2 separate regions of the Triticum aestivum genome follow, and region 1 is linked to region 2. A link is a contact called in public Hi-C data. All regions are on one chromosome and are shown on one strand. The core of a region is the stretch at or near the end of the contact, and the rest is flanking DNA. Distances in the headings are between cores, read along the strand shown.

Region 1 (2,700 bases), core at 63-2,562, 520 kb after region 2:
TAGCATCCGAGGTCATTTTGGGTCAACAAACTCTCCTTCGTGTATTGTAGCGCATACCGGCACAGGTAAGCGATTCGATCATGTACCAATGGCACACCATCGGAGGCCCAGGTACGTCACGGCGATGCCTAACTCCGTCTCGAGGACTAGAAAGGGCCCACACTCGTATACAACCAGTATTTTCATGCAGCCATAACTGGCGCCCCCACGTGACTTTGTACCATTGGCCACAATAACAGGAGCACGCGAGCTCGTCCTCCTTTTCGCTGCTCTCCCGCTGTATCCCTCTTTTCCCCCCGCAGCTGTTTGTAGCCGCTGCATTCACTCGATCTACCACTGACAGGCTCACATTCAATCGTGATTAACCTTTGCACTGTTGAGTGTCGTACTGCTAGTACCAGTACCGCCTCCGTGGTTCACCGTGCAAGGGTAGCTCTCAGCCTCTCACTCACACAACGTGAGTAGAGTTAGAGTAGGAGTACTACTGTACTGTAATGTGCGTGCTTACACGGTGAAAGGGGTCAGAAAGAGACACAGGCAACGCGAGCACACAGGAGCAAAGGTGGTTGCCTGTCTGTCTGTCTCGCTTCCATTTCAGGCCGCTGCATACTCACTCCCACACGACGGCGTCAGAGCGGGAAAGCTACAAAACCTACCGCGCGTAGAGTACGCCGGGGCCCCTGTGTCGGCCGTCGGATCCGGTCCGCCCCCTAAATTTCCGGCGCCTGCGGTCGACACTGCGTCGCGCAATTGATGGCAGCGCTCCTAGGAGTAAACCCCGCCGATACATTTCTAGGATACCGGCGCCGCAGCCACCTGCTCCTCCCGCCGGACATTCCTAGGATACCTTGCCGGTCGTCGCCTCGTTTGGACCCCGAATGCGTCCGATCATCTGGCTCCGGCACACGATCATGGACCAGTTTCCCTCACCGACGAATACGATGGCTTCGCCACTCCAATGCTACAATACGTCGAATGTCTGTCGACCAGCCTGTCCCTGGACGTGCCGTTTGTACGCTTCCTCCTCATGCTGCAGCCTGCAGGCCCAGGCCCTTGGTAGTATGTAGTATGTGGAGTGCTGACAGCAGTATCAGTATGGACCGTTCGAGCCGCGAGCGAGGGAACGGGAAGCTCGTGCGGGCATTCAACGGTACACAATAATAATCGAATCACCGGAAAGGTTGTGGGTACTAGTGCTCTAGGGTTTTGATTTGCGAATTAATGACGGGGCGATAGAATGGTTGGGTGGGATATATTTGGTTATCTACGGCAATCAAGGCCTCAATCACAATACGGATCCTGTCTAAGTAATTGGGGTGGGCGTGATAATTAATTATGATCCGCCACCACGGCGCGGCGCAGGCTACTCGCTCAAAACTGTGAGGTGCAACTCCCGATAAAACGCCGTATGGAAAGCTAGCTTCCTTTGCAATCCATCGGCCTAGTAGCGCTAGAGACGAGGCGAGAGAAGCAGCAGTGAGCTGCGGCCAGCCAGCACGATATAGAGGAGAGCGGAGGGGGGTCAAGGAAGGAACGGAGAGGAGAAGCAGGGGAGGGCACCAATGGCGGGTCGCTTCCTCTTGGCCGTCCTCCTGGCGTCGTCCTCTTGGGTCGCTGCGTCCGCCGGCGCCGCGGACGAGGTCATGGTCCCCCGCCCGGCGGCGGCGCTCACCTTCGGGGAGGGCTACACCCAGCTGTTCGGGGACTCCAACCTCAGGCTCCACGGCGACGGCAAGCGAGTCCACATCTCCCTCGACGAGAGGACAGGTACGCACCCTGCTGGCTGCTGTGCATCATCGATCGGTCGATCGATCCTCCCGTTCTTGTCCGGTGCACCAAGCCGCCGCCTTCCGTTCCTCATCGCGCCTGCCTCTGTTTGTTTGGTTGGTTCCAGGTTCCGGGTTCGCGTCGCAGGGCGCGTACCTCCACGGCTTCTTCAGCGCCAGCATCAAACTGCCGTCCGACTACGCCGCCGGCGTCGTCGTCGCCTTCTACGTGAGTTCACGCTTCTTGCAAACGAACCGATATAATGCAGAGAGAGACCGGCGAGAGAATTACTAACAGACTTTGGCATTGCGATCGTTGGATTCCGGCAGATGTCCAACGGCGACGTGTACGAGAAGACGCACGACGAGCTGGACTTCGAGTTCCTGGGGAACGTCAAGGGGAAGGAGTGGAGGGTGCAGACCAACGTGTACGGCGACGGCAGCACGGCGGTCGGCCGGGAGGAGCGGTACGGCCTCTGGTTCGACCCCACGCAAGACTTCCACCGCTACGCCATCCTCTGGACCAATCGCACCATCGTGTAAGCCCCTGCTCCCGCTCTCATCTCCACCACTCTTACTTACTTACTCGTGATCGATCGACGCTGCATTGCGTGCACGGCTGCAATTCTCAGTTTTCCAACACTGCATTCGCTGCAAGGTTTGATCGGCCTGAACCTTGAACAGCAAACGAGTTCAGAACTTCAGACTGGGAGCCCCCTCAAGTGGGGCTTCTGGCATAATGTAGAATAGTTTTAGCTGCAACAGCCCTAGCCAGTTACTTCACCTGACTTGGATTAGCTCGGCTTGCTCCAGGGTTTTAAACGACGTTTCAGAATGTTTCTGAATTGTTATAACCCGTAGGCTGAATTCTGCGGGCACGACTTGCGGATGCCTGCACCACAAGTGTGGTCGTGTACTTTGCAAATACAAGTTC
Region 2 (2,710 bases), core at 112-2,611:
CTCGCAATCGTCCACAGGCAGCATGCTCTTGCAGTTGAGGTTGCGGCACCGTGTCATGAGGAACATCTCCACGAGCTCGCTGCTTGGTACGCGGCCCTTGCCGGTGACAAACGCGGCCGAACCAGTCTTGATGGCCACCAGGATCTCCAACTGCGTCCTGTTGGCCCGCGCCAGTGCCTCGGCCGTCAGGTCCGACCGGCGCTCCAGCCTCCGCTGCAGGCTGGCCAGCTCGTCCGTCTTCTCCGGAGCATCGACCATGCTCCGCACCGCCGCCCGCAGCACCTCCAGAGACTCGCTGGGGAACTCCTGCAGCACATGCGCCATGGCCGACACAGAGTCCGACACGATGTCCCGCAGGATCCTATCAGGCCGCGACGTATGCCCGCCGCGGCCGCCGTCAAAGCTGCCCCCCGCGCTGGCCGCCGCCATCTTGGCGGGGAGCTCAGTGGGGAAGAAGGCGGAGGTGCCCTCCTTCATCGGCGGCGTGGCGAAGGCGACGCTGCCGTCCCCCATGGGGCGGAAATTGAATCTGCTGTGCACGGAGCCGTTTGTTCCCTCCCCGGCGGCGTAGATGTCGGTGGAGTTGTGCGTGAGGGAGCAGCTGGGGTTGTGCGAGAACATGGAGTAGGAGTAGGACATGTCGTCGGAGTTGATGCTCCGTGTGCGGCCCGTGGTGGCGCTGTAGGTCCGCCTGGGGGGTGGCGCGGCGGCGGCGCCGGCCGACGCGGCCCGGAGATCTCCATCGGCGGCGGGGGCCGGCGGGAGCTGCTGCTGCTGCTGCGCCTGCCCCTGCCCGGGCCCGTCGGACGGGAGGGAGAGCGAGAGCTGCAGGGAGTCGAGGCGGGGCTTCTTCCCGCCGACCACGGAGGAGTCGTCCCCAGGGGGATCGCCGCGCTTGGGCGCGGAGAGGTGGAGGAAGTCGCGCTCGACGCAGAGCTTGGCGTTGGCGGCATCGGCCGCGGCGGCGTCGGCGGCGGGGTTGGGGTTGGGAGGGGAGGAGGAGCCCGGCGCCGCTGCCGCTGCGGCCGCCGCGGAAGCAGCGGCCTCGGCGGCGGCGGCGGATGCGAGGGTGGGCTTGTCGCAGAGGTAGCTGCTGAGGGTGAGCTCGCGGTTGGGGAAGGGCTGGTCGGCGGGCGGCGGCGCGGCGCCGGGGTCCTTGGATCCGTCGGAGTCGCCGAACATGGCCGCCGGATTCGCGGCGATTTCCTGCGGGCTGCTGCGGGGCGCGCGGGGGTGGGTTGGGGTTGACTTCCGCACGCCGAGACGCGGAAATGGGGCGGACGGGACGGCGGGGGGTGGGAGGAAACTGTGAGCGCAACTATTTTTTAACCTGTTGCTTTTGGTCTGTCCCGAGGCCTCGTTTTCTTTTCCTTTTTTCTCTCTCTCCCGTGAGATGATGAGATGAGAAGACTGGGGGCTAGTGGAAGGGGGGAATGAATGTCTCGTCGCGGCAGAGGAGCTCCCTTCCGCTCCCGGTGGCTGGCTGGCGCCCGTGACGTTCAAAGCAGCAGCGGCGTCGCCTTGCCGAAGCTACGGACGCGTCAGGCTTTTGGCCGTTTGCCCGTCTTCCCATGTGAGAAAAACGGACGGTAGCGCCAGCACAAGTCGCACTGTCTCTCTCTGACTATTTGAAACGTAGAGATATTTTTGACGGGGAAACGTAGAGATATTTACGAACTGTTTTCACTGCCGCCGTCATTGCTCGTGCGTGAAAGTGAGAAGTGCCAACCCGTTTGGCAGGCAGGCGACAGGAGGGGGTCAAACTACATCATGTGATCTCCAGACAGCGACGATGGACGATCCATCCCGTGTTTCTCTCGGAAAGACGATCGAACCATCTCCACTCTCGTGCAGGGTAAAGCAACCCCGGCTCATTTCCATTCACAACAGCAACAAAGAAAAAAAAAAGGCTCGGTGCGAGCGGGTAGAAAGAAAGAGTGGGCCGTTTGGTCTGGGTGGACTGCCGACGGGGCAGCAATCAGTAGTGGAGCACCCTCGGTGGGAGAATTTCTTAGCTTATCTCACGCCAGTGTGACGGCCTAGCTGTCTGTCTATCCATCCATCCATTTGTTAAGTGCGGCAACGACGCAATGCCAATAACTTGATAACATAATGCGCTATTGCTTCCATGTCGATATGGTCCCTCATATATAATGCCAGCCAGCCTGAACTAGTCTGCATTTGATCTGAAAAAATGATCTTAAAAACCTGCACGACGAGAAATGCTTGGTCAGACGAATTCCAAACGGCATTCAATTCTCAATTGAGCAACAGGGTGTGCTTGGTTTCAATGTCAACCCCACGGCGCCAGCCGCCCAGCTAACTCCTGTGATAAATTACGTCAAAATAATAATAAAAACTGGCTGTTTATGAGTCCTCGCCGGTTTCCACCCGTTGACCGGCCGGACATCTGTTTTTCTTTTTTCTCTTTTGGTGTACTCCCTCCTTCCATCTATATAGGGCCTAATGCGTTTTTCGAGGCTAACTTTGACCAAATGTTAGAGCAATAATATATGACATGCAACTTAAACAAAGCATATCATCAAATTCATATGTGAAAGGAGCTTCCAATGATATAATTTTCACATTATACATGTTATGTAATATTAATCTTGTTAATAGTCAAAGGCGGTTCTTTAAAAACAAATTAGGCCCTATATAGATGGAAGGAGGGAGTACCAATTTTCTCTGTCGATCCTACGCGTTCAAA

The links. A called contact is a pair of places that touch in the nucleus more often than the background predicts.
Region 1: a Hi-C map of leaf shows a contact between it and region 2, with 3 times the contacts expected there. The contact joins the promoter of LOC123092826 here to the promoter of LOC123092824 in region 2. A contact is called at or near these places in 2 of 5 Hi-C or Micro-C datasets (both in leaf) and 1 of 1 datasets of contacts at active chromatin or transcription factors (leaf).

What each region holds. Positions count from the first base shown.
Region 1 is chr4B:479,800,860-479,803,559 of IWGSC CS RefSeq v2.1, forward strand. It overlaps LOC123092826 (probable xyloglucan endotransglucosylase/hydrolase protein 27), which reads left to right and starts at 1,313. Exons shown (of 4, transcript XM_044514673.1): 1 at 1,313-1,767; 2 at 1,895-1,995; 3 at 2,097-2,305. The coding sequence starts at 1,563.
Region 2 is chr4B:479,277,102-479,279,811 of IWGSC CS RefSeq v2.1, forward strand. LOC123092824 (protein TITANIA) reads right to left here and starts at 1,362. Exons shown (of 2, transcript XM_044514670.1): 1 at 1-1,362. The coding sequence starts at 1,182.